4 separate regions of the Rattus norvegicus genome follow, and regions 1, 2 and 3 are each linked to region 4. Evidence: chromatin contacts called from public Hi-C data. All regions are on one chromosome and are shown on one strand. Each heading gives the region's core, a stretch centred on a gene start, on an enhancer-like site or on the middle of the called end of the contact. The rest is flanking DNA. Distances are from core to core; before and after follow the strand shown. Region 1 has its middle 500 kb from the start of Trnap-agg35. Region 2 has its middle 600 kb from the start of Rfpl4b. Region 3 has its middle 440 kb from the start of Trnap-agg35. Region 4 holds the start of Marcks (myristoylated alanine rich protein kinase C substrate).

Region 1 (2,901 bases), core at 41-2,540, 730 kb before region 4:
TTAATTCTGCATGTGGAGGGCAGAAATAAATCCTGCAAAGTAAATTGGAGGGAGGGTGCTTTTCTATTACCCCTTTATCTCCCCCAATAAATAACACAAAGACCTTGTATTTTTATTAAAAACTTCAGGCACTAAACTGGGCAGATTCTGAGCTATTTTAACGTGACTGTACCAGCCTGGTCTACTTCCCAGCCACTTGCTTCATTACTTACTTACCATATTAGTCTTGCCCTAGATGTTCTTGCTGGTGGTGTCCTCATGGTGATGACCCTGGAATCCTGCTCATGGCTAATCTCTCTTTTTTTGGTCCCCACCAGAGACTCCTCTCACTGGGCCTGAAAGTCTTGCCTTCTCTTTCTTGCCCAGCTATTGGCTAAATCCACTTTTTATTAACCAATCAGAGGTGATAGAAAACAATCTTTACAGAACATTGAGACAGGAGATGCTCCAAAGATAATAACAATGCCAATGTCTGGATTGTAACCAGATCTCTGGGCACAGTTCAGCCTCTGAATACACAGTGCACAAAACCATCCTCCAACAAAATCCCCAGGGGCTGGAGTAACAGGGATTTGGGAGAGATCCCTGGTTCGTGATGTGGGATCTCAATTCAGGTCCCCTGATTGTACAGCAAATGGTCTTAGTCACAGAGCTCTCTCTCTCTCTCTCTCTCTCTCTCTCTCTCTCTCTCTCTCTCTCTCTCTCTCTCTCTCTCTCTTTCCCTCTCCCCCTCCCCTTCCCCCTCCCCTCCCCCCTCCCCCTCCCCCTCTCCCTCTCCTCTCCCTCTCCTCTTCTCTCCAACTTCCTTTATATCATCAGTTCTATTTCTTTCGAGATCATCCAGACAATTTTAAATGAATATATTTTCTAAAACTTGAAGACATTGCATATCCAGGGAAGTCTCAACAATGATTTTGGACCTTCACAGTCAGCGTTTCTTTGTCATACTCTGAGAACAGTTTCTGCTTGCTATTCCTCGAGGCACACAGGGAGTGTCCGTGTTTTAATTGTACCATTTTAGAGGATGCCTTGGCTTGCATACAGAAACATCTGATAATTTATACATTCTCATACAGGAACTCTTGCTTCAGAAGACACATAAACTCACAAACCCCACAAATACTTTCTCTTTCTTTCGAGTTTCAGGCAACAAGGGAGCCAGAATATTTGGAATTTGTATAACCCCAAACTGTGTTTTCCTAACTAATCTTGGCAAGCTTAAAACCCTGGAAAGTCACAATTCACTTCCCAGGCGATTGTCCCGGACAGTTCTGCAGCAGCAAAGCCCAACAGGATATCCAGCTATTGAAAGGGGCCGTGGCCCAGGTGGCCCTCCACGCAGCTGTCGAGGGGCCTCCAGAGTGGGGCCGCTCCTGCAGGAAGACTTTGCTTTTCCTCTGTCTGTTTCCATCTGGGGAAGAGAACATGGTCACGATCCACACGCACAGCTTGCAGGCACAGGACCCTTCCTCCTCAGCTAGTGTAAATCACCAGAGAATAAATCATGTAGGAGAATCCTGGCGCCCCAACTCAAGCAGTTATTTGGTTATGAAAAACAGCTTCAACTTTAATGTTGCACTGCGAGAAACGTAATGCTACAGACAGAAGACCTCTTAGGGCCAATTGCTAAATTCATGAATGGAACAAAAGCCAGGCTGTAAGGATTGAGTCAAACAGATTCTCTGACCTCCATGTTAGGCTTTTCACCGTCAAGGGTCAGGTTTGGTTCGTGATGTTGTACTTCTATTTCTATCTATTTAAAGTTTTTGAGAGGAACTATATGTTTCATTCAACATAAAAGAGCCTTAAAGGAATCCTTACAAACAACTCTGTCCATATTTATGACATACTTTTCAAATAGAGCAGGAGCCACCATGGGGAGGGCGATGGAAAAACATCTGTTTCGGTAATTGGTGAATTGATACTCGCTTTTTATTCAGATTTTTCTGTGAAGTCCTTGCAGAGGGGGAGAGACCATATTTGTATTCAGAAGAAAAATGGTTTGTAGTCTTCAAATCTGAGATTTTTATTCCATGCAAACATCCCTGTCCCCTTCTATATGGGTGTTCCCCTCCCTATACTCCCCCCATTACTGCCCTCCCCCCAACAATCACGTTCACTGGGGGTCCAGCCTTGGCAGGACCAAGGGCTTCCCCTTCCACTGGTGCTCTTACTAGGATATTCATTGCTACCTATGGGGTCAGAGTCCAGGGTCAGTCCATGTATAGTCTTTGGGTAGTGGCTTCCCTGGAATCTCTGGTTGGTTGGCATTGTTGTTCATATGGGGTCTCAAGCCCCTTCAGCTCTTTCAGTCCTTTCTCTGATTCCTTCAACGGGGGTCCGGTTCTCAGTTCGGTGGTTTGTTGCTGGCATTCGCCTATGTAAGCTTTGTGTTATATCCTTAGTAGGAATGAACTGCTATATTGATGAAGTGCTTTATAGCTGAAAGAACAATGTAGATGGTAAGTTGGCATAGAGACAGACAAATGATGAGAGACTGAAAGGTGAGCTATCAGAATCTAAATACTATATCTTTTGTTTAGTCACTATCTGGGCATGTATCATTTTTAAACTGTGGAAAAAACACTTTTATTCTATGAAAATATTAATTGATATTTGATTTACTGTGAAGTTATTGAAACTATCAAATCAAATAATTTATAATTAAGAAGCTGAAATTATGGTCATGTGAGAGTAGAATTAATAAAGTTGTATCAAAGATACATTTTTCATAAACATGAATGCCACTTAAAACTGTCATCTAAATTTGGAAACAAATATCAAATTATTTTTAAATTGTGATACCACAATCATAAGTTGCTTAAACGAATAAGCTCTTCATTGGTGAATAATCTTCTTGGTGGCAAATTCTGATCACCTTTACCCTTTAAGGAACTTGAA
Region 2 (3,194 bases), core at 487-2,986, 970 kb before region 4:
TAATATATTTTTTTAATATTTTAAAATATTATATGTGCAGTTTTAGAAAAATATGGCTACAAATAATTTGCTGTTGCTTTCTTAGTTTGTTTTGCTCGTGATTGAAACTAAGGCCTTTTGCATACTCAGCAAGCACTCTGTTATTCAACCACATTCCAAGTTCTCATTTGCTGTTTTTAATCTCCCTTTTTCTCTTTTTTCAACGATGTGTCAAATATTTTTATTCTTCTGCAGCAAAAAGGTCTCTTCATAGCCAAACAGTATGTTTAGGCCACACTTGATTCTCAGTGTTCACGATTTCCCTTGATTTGGAGTCTTTAGAAAATGAAATAATTATAGTCTATTCCTATGCACATTAGTGCTTGTGAGGAACTGATTTCTGTGTTTTATTTGTGTGTTCCTGATCTTTTTTCAGGGCGTCTGCTTTGTGATCATGAACAAGCCACTAAAATACTGCATGTTTTGTCATCTTATCTGTAAATAAGAAAAAAATAAACTACACTTTATCCTTAGAATCGCACTTATTTTTTTGTTTACTTTCAGTCTTCTGTGAGTTAGGCTGGCCTCAAACTCTATACATAATCAAGAAAGAGGACCTTAAATTTCTGACCTTGTTGACTCCTTCCCAAGTGTTCAAACTTACCCATTGTATACTAAGGCTTTGAAAGTTAGCAGAAAATTGAGATATGAGATGAATACTCTCCAGGAAGAAGGAAAAAGTGGCCAAATCAAAGTGTCTATGGTTTTACCTCCAAATGGTCAGTTAAGATCAATGCAAATGTTCTTTTGATGATGAAGTACCATTCATCAGTATGAAAATCCATACCGGTCCACTTGTGTAGCTAAACACTAAGGGAACATGTGTACATTGTAAGTTTTTTTTTTAACTAAGTTTTTGGTAACCTTGTTCTTTTTATGAGAACGCTAAAATGACTTCTTTTGGTTGATTATTGTGTTCACAAGATTGTCTGATTAATAATGATACAAAGGCAGTAAGAACCGTTAACATTCATTGACCCTAAGCAAGAACTTACAGCAAATCAGTGAAGAGACTTGTTACCATGAGGAACAGCAATTCAGAGAAGCTCAGCCTCTTGCCCTCTTATACCTCAAGTGCACATGGGCGCTAAGTGCTCTACCTGAACCTTGCTATTAGAAGGTCTGGTCATTTCTGCCTGGTCATTTCAGCTAAACTTGTCTATACTTTCTTGGAGTTTCTGTCTAAAAGTCTCATATGATTCCCTGGGCTTTGAGAGCTCAGTGGAATAAAGATTGGAAACTCAGAATAATCCTTACTATCTTTAAAAAAGGAGGAGGAGGAAGAGGAGGAAGAGGAGGAGGACGACGAGGAGGAGGAGGACGAGGAGGAGGACGAACACGAGGATGAGGAGGAGGACAAGGAGGAGGAGGAGGAGGAGGAGGAGGACGAGGAGGACGAGGAGGAGGAGAATTGATTTGCTTAATAGTGACCAGGCAATTGGCATGAGTGCTTGTACAAACCACATCTTTCTTATTGCTAAAAACAAATAAAAACTCCACACCAGATCATTCCCAAATGCCACCCAAGGACACCAAAGAAATCTAGTTATAAATGAATACACTGCATGCCAGAAATAAACATTTCCAACCGATTTGCCAGATCCTGAAAACAGTCACAAACTATAATGTCATGATACTCATTTTCTCGTTTCCGTGCAGGACTGAACAAATGGGTATCCCATGGGTGAAAACCTACATTCCTAATGCTGAGATGGAAAATGCCCTCTGACTTTAAAGACTCCAACTTTAAAGGCCGTTTTGGAAGTAATGTTCACTATTGTTAGAAAAGAATGTCTTCATAGTTCCTCTTTCAGTTGGTATATATTTGTGAACATAGATAATGCGACATTATGTTGTTTCCAAATTCTAATTTAGTCTTAGATAATCTGTGAATAATTTTGGCATAAAAAGCCTATTGATACTTCAAAGCGTTTCTTTCAAAATACATTTTTGTAAAAAAAAAAATTCCATTCTAACCACAACTTGTTGTTTGGATTCTAATTTTCTTTCAGTTAGTTCTTTGGTTTTGCTCAGACTCATTTCACCCATTTCTACTACTATATCCACTTAGCAAAAAACAAAGCCTTATACAGAGAAGCTAAATATGAATTTAAAAAAATTAACAGTCTTACTACTTAAATTACATGCTGTATCAAGTGTGCATTTCTAGTTATTTGCCATCTTTAAACTTAATCTCTCCTATGTCAATTATATTTGTTTAATTAAAGGATATTTGTAGTGAAGAAGACCCAACAGCTACAAATGTATTTGCATAAAATAACAGTTCACTGAAGTCATGGAGAACTGTGTACGTGTATTCTACAGACGGAATTCAACCATGGGAAACTGCTATGGTTACAATAAAACAATATGTTATTAGTTGGTTCTAATATTATATGCCCTGTGCAAAATGACTTTTCTATGATAACTCTCAAATATAATACTGGGAAGAAAAAAATATAAAAAATTAATTATTTCTTTAATATGCCTCATATAAAGTTAGGTTCAAAAATAATATTCTAAAATATTTTTTAATTTCCAAGTGCTTAATTATATATGATGGACAATGAAGATAGTAAAGTTAGCTATCTACGTGCAAAGGAATATTTTATTTATTCAAGCTGTGTTAATATGACATTAGTTATATATCAATGGCAACTTAAAGAACATACTTTTTTGATCATGTCTAAGGATCAAAATTAATTGACTTGAATAAAACATTTCATTAAAAACCTGTTTAACATCAGTCAGATTAATTGTGTTTATACTATGAAGAAAAGTAATCTTTATAATATAATTTGAGTGCTATCATGAAGAATTCCTTAAACGCCCATCAATATTCCAGTGTCCAACCTACTCACATCAAACAAGAAAGAGGAGGTAGAACTGGCCAAATGCCCAGATAAAGAGGGAGGACATGGGCCGTTAGGTAAGCAGAGAGTGTTAAATCATTGGAAGCAAAATTTGAATAATGGGGTGAGAAATGCATTGCTCTGGCATTTGAGTAGCTTGCATTCTGGGATTTCAGCCTCTTTTATTAATAGTTATCTAAGTGGCTGTGAACTGGTCACTTTTAACCTCACAGGTACCAATTCCTCTCTGTGTGAAAGGATTAGTTAACAAAAGATAGAGTATATATTAAATCTATGTGATTT
Region 3 (3,206 bases), core at 534-3,033, 670 kb before region 4:
AATAGTTTAACATTCATTTGTGGACCAGGACAAAAGGTTTAAGACACTATTGATTTTCATATCTTGAAATTTAACCTTCTTTCTTCTTTCTAACCCAGTTGCCCAATCCAGGTGTTCACAGCAATGGGATAGCACAGAAGAGAGAGTAGAAATGCATGGAAAAAAAGTGTGAACCTAAAGAAAGAGCTTTGGAGTTGACTTCCAAAGTCTCAAGGCTGAGTGGCTAAAGGAAGAGAGGATAGGTAAGAATTTGGGAGAACAGACAGACAGAATAGCCTCTTCTAACCAGAAAAGTTTTTGGGGTAGGGTGGGATCACAAAGAGAGAAACCTGAGGGAACATAGTAACATATCTGGAAGACATCTCTGCCAAAGGCCTTACTCTTAAGTGTTAAGTCATGTAAGCACTGAATTTACATCATTACCATTACGCCACTCAATATCAAGACAACACCATGCTCCCTGATGCTCTGGGGTTTAAAGCCAGGTGAGGGGTGTTATGAAAATTTTCCAGCCTTCCCCCTTTTTTCTGTTTCACTAGGGTAAGCAAAAATCAGAACCATTATTGCAGATTTTCTGCTCTCATAGAGATTTCCCCTCTCGACCATAACTTTCATGAGTGTGTGCCCATCCTGAACAATGCTGCCACTTACCTAAAAATGCTTTTAATACATCCTTTAACTCACACAGTATTCCAGTGCATGCATAAACTGAAAGGCTTATTTTTATGAACAGAAAGCTAAAGGGGCAGGGGTCTTGAGGATGTATCCAGTCCTCAGAGTTGTGTTGATAGCATGGATAGGGAGTATGATGGGTTGAATAGAACCCTTAAAACAAGAAGATTCATCAACTGTACATGCAGAAGAAAGGAGTCTTTGGCTCACAGAAGACATTTCTTCCGAGTATCTTACATACATGTGAAGGTGTTTTATATAGCTATTACTCATCATTAGGTATGAGTATTTTTTATAATGTTATATGTATAGCTTGTTTGGATTTAGCATGATTTTAATTAAAATCAATTATCAGTATTTAAACATTTGAAGAAATATAATTAAATCCAGGTTTCTAATAGGCCTTAGAAACCTAGATAAATTAATGACATGAAGATAGTCCTTCCATAGCTGCAGCTAAGTTTAGTATTTCTGTTCAAGGTTTTCCCCCCTCTGTTTTTTTTTAAATTAATCAATATATTCAATAAACATCTATCATCACTACACACACACACACACACACACACACACACACATGATTTCTTCAAGGTTTACTAGTGAGGCATTGTCTTACTGTCTGCCTAAAGACAGATTTTGTCTTCTTACTAAGAGCTATTTGTGTTGATCATTATGAAGATTTCTCTATCTCTCAATAGCAAATTAGGAATCTGAAGATCACCAAGAGTACTGCATTTTACTGCACTGTGATATGACTGCTACCCACATTTATCCAAAGAACAATATTTTATAAAGATCCATTAGTTAATAAGATAGGATTCTTTATTTTATTGATGCTAATTTGGCTTACAGTTTCAAAATTCAAAATGCAACAGAAAAAAAAAATATGTCATGGAAAAACAGCAGACATTTGCAGGCATTTGCAGCATGATGAAATTTTCTATTGAGCTTTGAGGGAAGTCCATTCATTCTCAGTGACATTCATAAATGATGACTAATGCATTCAGATAAAATGAGTAATTTACCAAATTACGCGCATTTGGATAAGCTCAGAATGAAGATCCTGTTTGTTAGGCTATGTCCTGAAGTGAATCTCAATGAGTCCCACTTCGTTATGCCTGACTCTACAAATGGGCTTCAGTCACAATCTGAACAAAAGCCTTGACATGTAAATAAATGTGCAAATGATGGCCAAGCTACATTGCGAGTTTTGTCCTTAGCCTACTCAGGAACAGTCAACTGCATAAGGACTACCAGTAATGAATAGATGGCACCGTTGTGCCTATCATGAAAGCATTTACCGAAAGCTTCTTTAGCAATGTCCCAGTGTCACACCACGTTCCTCAAGACCAGAAGAGCCTGGTACACATATAAAAAGGTCTCTCTGAGCAACTCTAATTTTCCCTTAAAATGAGCCCTAACAGTAAAAGTGCCTTCACCATCCCTGCCTCCTAATTGCTCACATGGGACTGGAACCCCCCACCCCCATCATTTTTGATTTTTAAGAAGGACTCCATCCTTTGGTATGAACAAGGCATAAACAAGAGCTGTAACAAACCCTGTTACCAGAGAGAAATGCACACAGAGCCAAATATTATATGATGCTGCTTAGTCTCAAGTACATTCAAACTATTTCTGTCAAGATTGAAAATTGCTAATGTAAGATACAATGCAGTCATCTTTTTATAGAATTCTTTCATCCATGTCTCTAAATAAAGTCAGTCTGGTGTGCACCAGAGTCCAACAAATTCTGTTTAGCAAATTTGATTGAGGAAATAAAATAAACCAGTGTCTTTGATAAACTGAGTTGAATAAGTAACATTTCTTTTCCTACAAGTAATTACTTCAGATTCAGTTAAAAGTTACTTATCTAATTGGATTTTGCTAATAACTAGAAGTTTTTCTAAGAGTGCTTCTAAAGCCATCTATATAAACTTACATATTTACCAGCAAGGTCATGATCCTACGGTGAACCTCTTCATTGTGATGGTTCAGTAAAACACAATCAAAACACCAAGACTTGACCAGATAGAGCAAGGGTTGCAGACAGAGCAGTAAATGCAACAAACGACTCATGAGGTGACAGACAATGTGTGGACAACATATACTGATCAATTGTATTAGTAACAGCTCTCAAGTAGAAACAAGTTTTGAATCTTATGAAAGACTATGCCCAAAAATGCCATAGACTCCCTTGATCACCAGACTTAGGGAACAAGGATGGCTTCCCGGAGAGTGAGTTTAAGCTAAGTTTTGAAGGTGATATTGATTGGTGGATAAGTAATATTAGCAGGATGGACCATTTCATAGAGCAGAAATATGAAGAGAATCACATTATATTTGCCTAACTGATAGACAATGGGGCTGCATGAAAAGAGTCAGAAAGTAGCCCAGAAAGAAAGAGAAAAATGTAAGGGCCCAGGGGCGCATGCTGATTCTTCACTACATTACAGTTCTGTCTTGACGCAGTTAAAACACCATTGGAAGTATGCGTTTGTTAGAACAAAATGTCATAAACAGAACAGCTCAGTGATTGG
Region 4 (3,154 bases), core at 556-3,055:
GGATGGTGGTATTGGATCAGCCCAGTTGGCTTTTCAAGTTGGAACTGCTAATGAGGGATTCGCGTCCATCCTGGCTGCTGGGTTCTCGGGCCAGGCCAGCAGGCTTCCTTACGGGTGCTAACACGTTGGTTGGCAAGATGCATTTCGACGAAATGTTCCTTCCAGTTGCTCTGTGGAATATGACTTCGGGATTGAATAATGTATCTAAAGGTACTGGACAGTCAGGAGATGAAACTTGACGCAACGATGTTCTGCTCAGTGACTGTCAAACAGCACTTGAACAAAGGGTTATTGGCTTGAACCAACTGTCCTTTTCACTCAAAGTGTGACCTATTTCCCTACAATGAACAGAAAATAAAACTGTTTGACCATTCCGAGCCAACACCGAGAGAAACGAACCATTCCCTCGACTGATTCTCGCCTCCATCGTTCACGTTGCACAGTCATTAAATGCAAACGCCGAAAGATGGTTTGGATTTTCTCATGAGCGAAAATATGGGTGGTAGATGAATGTGTATTAAGTTGCGTCCTCTATCCCTTCTCCCTTCCAGATACATTAAATCAACGCCTGCTCTCTCACACACTAAAAGCGTCTGGTGGTAAGGGTTGTAGTGAACGAGAGAGATATCCTACACACCGCTGTAGAGCCTTAGCCTGGGTTAGACGTGGAGTCTCCAGGGATTTTCTTGCTGTCTCTCAACAGTGCAGGCGATTTCTTCTGAGACTAGGACTCAGTAGACTTTCCTCGCTGCTGCCTCTCTTCCTGGAGCACACTTGATGCTGTGCACGGACAAGTTCAAAATGAGAGTCCCTCCGCTGTTGGCAGCAAGCTGGGAAAACAACTCATGTCGACGAGAGTAGCTGTCTCCCAACTGTAAATATGGATTCGTACACTCAAGGCTCCGTCTCGTTTTACCACAGAGGGAAATTAATTATGTCGTTTCATACAGCGGTAACATGCTAGCGAGTTTCGATCTTCTGCAAATGGTCCTCACTGTGTTTTTTAGAAAAGTGATCGCTAATTGGAATAGCCGGAGAGACGCGATTTGAAGCGCTCCAAGGAACATTTTTAAAATATTTTATTTCACGCCTCTGGGAGAAAGGAAGAAGCATGGCTTAGGCTGTTTGCTGCTTTTGCATTTCCCACATCTGGCCTACAGACCTAATTCCAACTGGAGATCTCGCTAGGTGAAATTCGATCTTCGTGGTTTAAATACCTTTCAGTGTGGGACGATTTACCAATTGCAGCAGTTTAAAGAAAGAAAAAAACAAACAAAACCCCCAAAATCCTTGCGCACTGTGAAACCCTTATGAAACGCGGAGGGAAAAAAAAAGCTGCTAGCACACAAATCCTATCCATTGTCTTTAACACTCGCGTACACACTTATACACGTAAACACACAGAGAAGATGGGGGAGGGGAGAGAGTGGCTAGAGACAGACGCGGATATAGACCAGCAAGAGTCAATGCGAGTCAAGTTAAGGCTTTCTCCGCCCCCATCCATAAGTACCCCCTCCCGTGTTAATTAATTCCAAACAAAGCAAGCCAATCAAGAAATGCATTATTATTTTCTGGCCGAGGGAGACGAGAAGCACGTAATTTTTAATTGATTTATTTATTTGGAGGACATTAATTCTCGGTCTGAGGCTGATTTTTCAAACCGTTTGCAAAGCGCGGCTCCATTGTTCGCCCGGAGCGCAGGCCCCGCCTCCTGCTTTGTGTGCGGCGCGCGGATTGGCCAGCGCGCGCGGGGGCCGCGTCAGCGCCCGCGAGCCCATTCATCTGTGCACTTGGGCGTTGGACCCCGCATCTTATTAGCAACCAGGGAGATTTCTCCATTTTCCTCTTGTCTACAGTGCGGCTACAAATCTGGGATTTTTTTTTATTACTTCTTTTTTTAAAAAACTACACTTGGGCTCCTTTTTTGTGCTCGACTTTTCCACCTTTTTCCCTCCTTCCTGCGCTGCTGCTTTTTGATCTCTTCGACTAAAAATTTTTTATCCGGAGTGTATTTAATCGGGTCTCTTCTGTCCTCCTCGTCACCCCCACCCCCTCCCTCCGGTGTGTGTGCCGCCGCCGCTGTTGCTGCTGCCGCCGCTGCTGCTGCTCGCCCCGTCGTTACACCAACCCAAGGCTCTTTGTTTCCTCTCTTGGATCTGTTGAGTTTCTTTGTTGAAGAAGCCAGCATGGGTGCACAGTTCTCCAAGACCGCAGCGAAGGGAGAAGCCGCCGCTGAGAGGCCCGGGGAGGCGGCTGTGGCCTCGTCGCCTTCCAAAGCAAATGGGCAGGTAAATTCTACCTGTGGTTCTGGGCATTTCTTGGGTGTCTTTCTCTAATCTGGACGCCTCGCCTTCCCTCTGGTCGCGCCCGAGATGCATTCCGGGGAGGGGAGCGTGGCCAGATCCTAGTCTGAAAGTTGAATGGGTAACGATAGCCTAAATTGTCAATTTTTCATAAGAACCAAAGGAGTGGTTCCTAAGGATCCTGGCGAATTCTTGAGTAGACCGGAGGAAGAGTGATAAATCGCCTAAAATGGCGTGGTTTGGAAATTGGCTGAACGTGACTAGTTAGATGCACACCCCCCCCAACGCCCCTCCAGGTTGCATTTGCATTTGGGGCCACAGCAGTGTTTGGGTGGCTCACGTATTTATTGTCGAGATTGGGTCGTCTTTGAGATTTCTGGTGTGGTTGTGTGTGTGCGCGCGCGTGTGTGTATGTGGGTAGGAAGGGGGGAGCCAACGTGGATGGCGGTGGAGAAAGCCAAGCAGAGAGAGAAGGCTTGTCTTATTGTATCCAGAGGCAGTATGCCTCGGGTTTCTTGGAAAGGTGGCTGGTTAGAGCTGGACAGGCAGCTTTTCCAAGTGCCTTTCCGATGCCCCCCCCCTTTGGTAGCTGTGTAATTACACACCCATATGACTTTTTAAATGCTATCCTGGTGTGGTGGGAATACTCAGTAGGTTTTTGAAGACCCTTTCCTGCCTACCAAGAGGGGAGCAGTTTTGGTGTTTTGGTCTGGACCGTTCCTGTGAATGGCACCTCGGCCACCCTCGAGAATTGCCCTAGTGCTGCTGCGACCCAGGCAGAGAGCCATGGTTGGGTGGGCTCAAGAGGTCGGCCATGGGTGGCTGCTTCCCAAACACCAGGCACCCACCAC

The links. A called contact is a pair of places that touch in the nucleus more often than the background predicts.
Region 1: a contact with region 4 is called in a Hi-C map of kidney, with 4 times the contacts expected there. The contact joins the enhancer-like site here to the promoter of Marcks in region 4. A contact is called at or near these places in 2 of 12 Hi-C or Micro-C datasets (kidney and psoas muscle).
Region 2: a contact with region 4 is called in a Hi-C map of Schwann cells, with 12 times the contacts expected there. The contact joins the enhancer-like site here to the promoter of Marcks in region 4. A contact is called at or near these places in 1 of 12 Hi-C or Micro-C datasets (Schwann cells) and 1 of 1 datasets of contacts at active chromatin or transcription factors (oligodendrocytes).
Region 3: a contact with region 4 is called in a Hi-C map of Schwann cells, with 11 times the contacts expected there. The contact joins the enhancer-like site here to the promoter of Marcks in region 4. A contact is called at or near these places in 1 of 12 Hi-C or Micro-C datasets (Schwann cells) and 1 of 1 datasets of contacts at active chromatin or transcription factors (oligodendrocytes).

Annotation. Positions count from the first base shown.
Region 1 is chr20:42,974,255-42,977,155 of GRCr8, reverse strand. No RefSeq gene overlaps it. Among named protein-coding and RNA genes, the nearest start is that of Trnap-agg35, 500 kb to the right of the region's middle. Within about 2 kb of position 1,290, at least 5 of the 93 cell types and tissues checked have an H3K27ac peak or open chromatin away from gene starts, as enhancers often do.
Region 2 is chr20:43,210,638-43,213,831 of GRCr8, reverse strand. No RefSeq gene overlaps it. Among named protein-coding and RNA genes, the nearest start is that of Rfpl4b, 600 kb to the left of the region's middle. Within about 2 kb of position 1,736, at least 1 of the 93 cell types and tissues checked has an H3K27ac peak or open chromatin away from gene starts, as enhancers often do. A contact at or near this core is called in Schwann cells, where this site is marked.
Region 3 is chr20:42,914,863-42,918,068 of GRCr8, reverse strand. No RefSeq gene overlaps it. Among named protein-coding and RNA genes, the nearest start is that of Trnap-agg35, 440 kb to the right of the region's middle. Within about 2 kb of position 1,783, at least 3 of the 93 cell types and tissues checked have an H3K27ac peak or open chromatin away from gene starts, as enhancers often do. A contact at or near this core is called in Schwann cells, where this site is marked.
Region 4 is chr20:42,244,533-42,247,686 of GRCr8, reverse strand. It overlaps Marcks (myristoylated alanine rich protein kinase C substrate), which reads left to right and starts at 1,805. Exons shown (of 2, transcript NM_001271090.3): 1 at 1,805-2,288. The coding sequence starts at 2,187.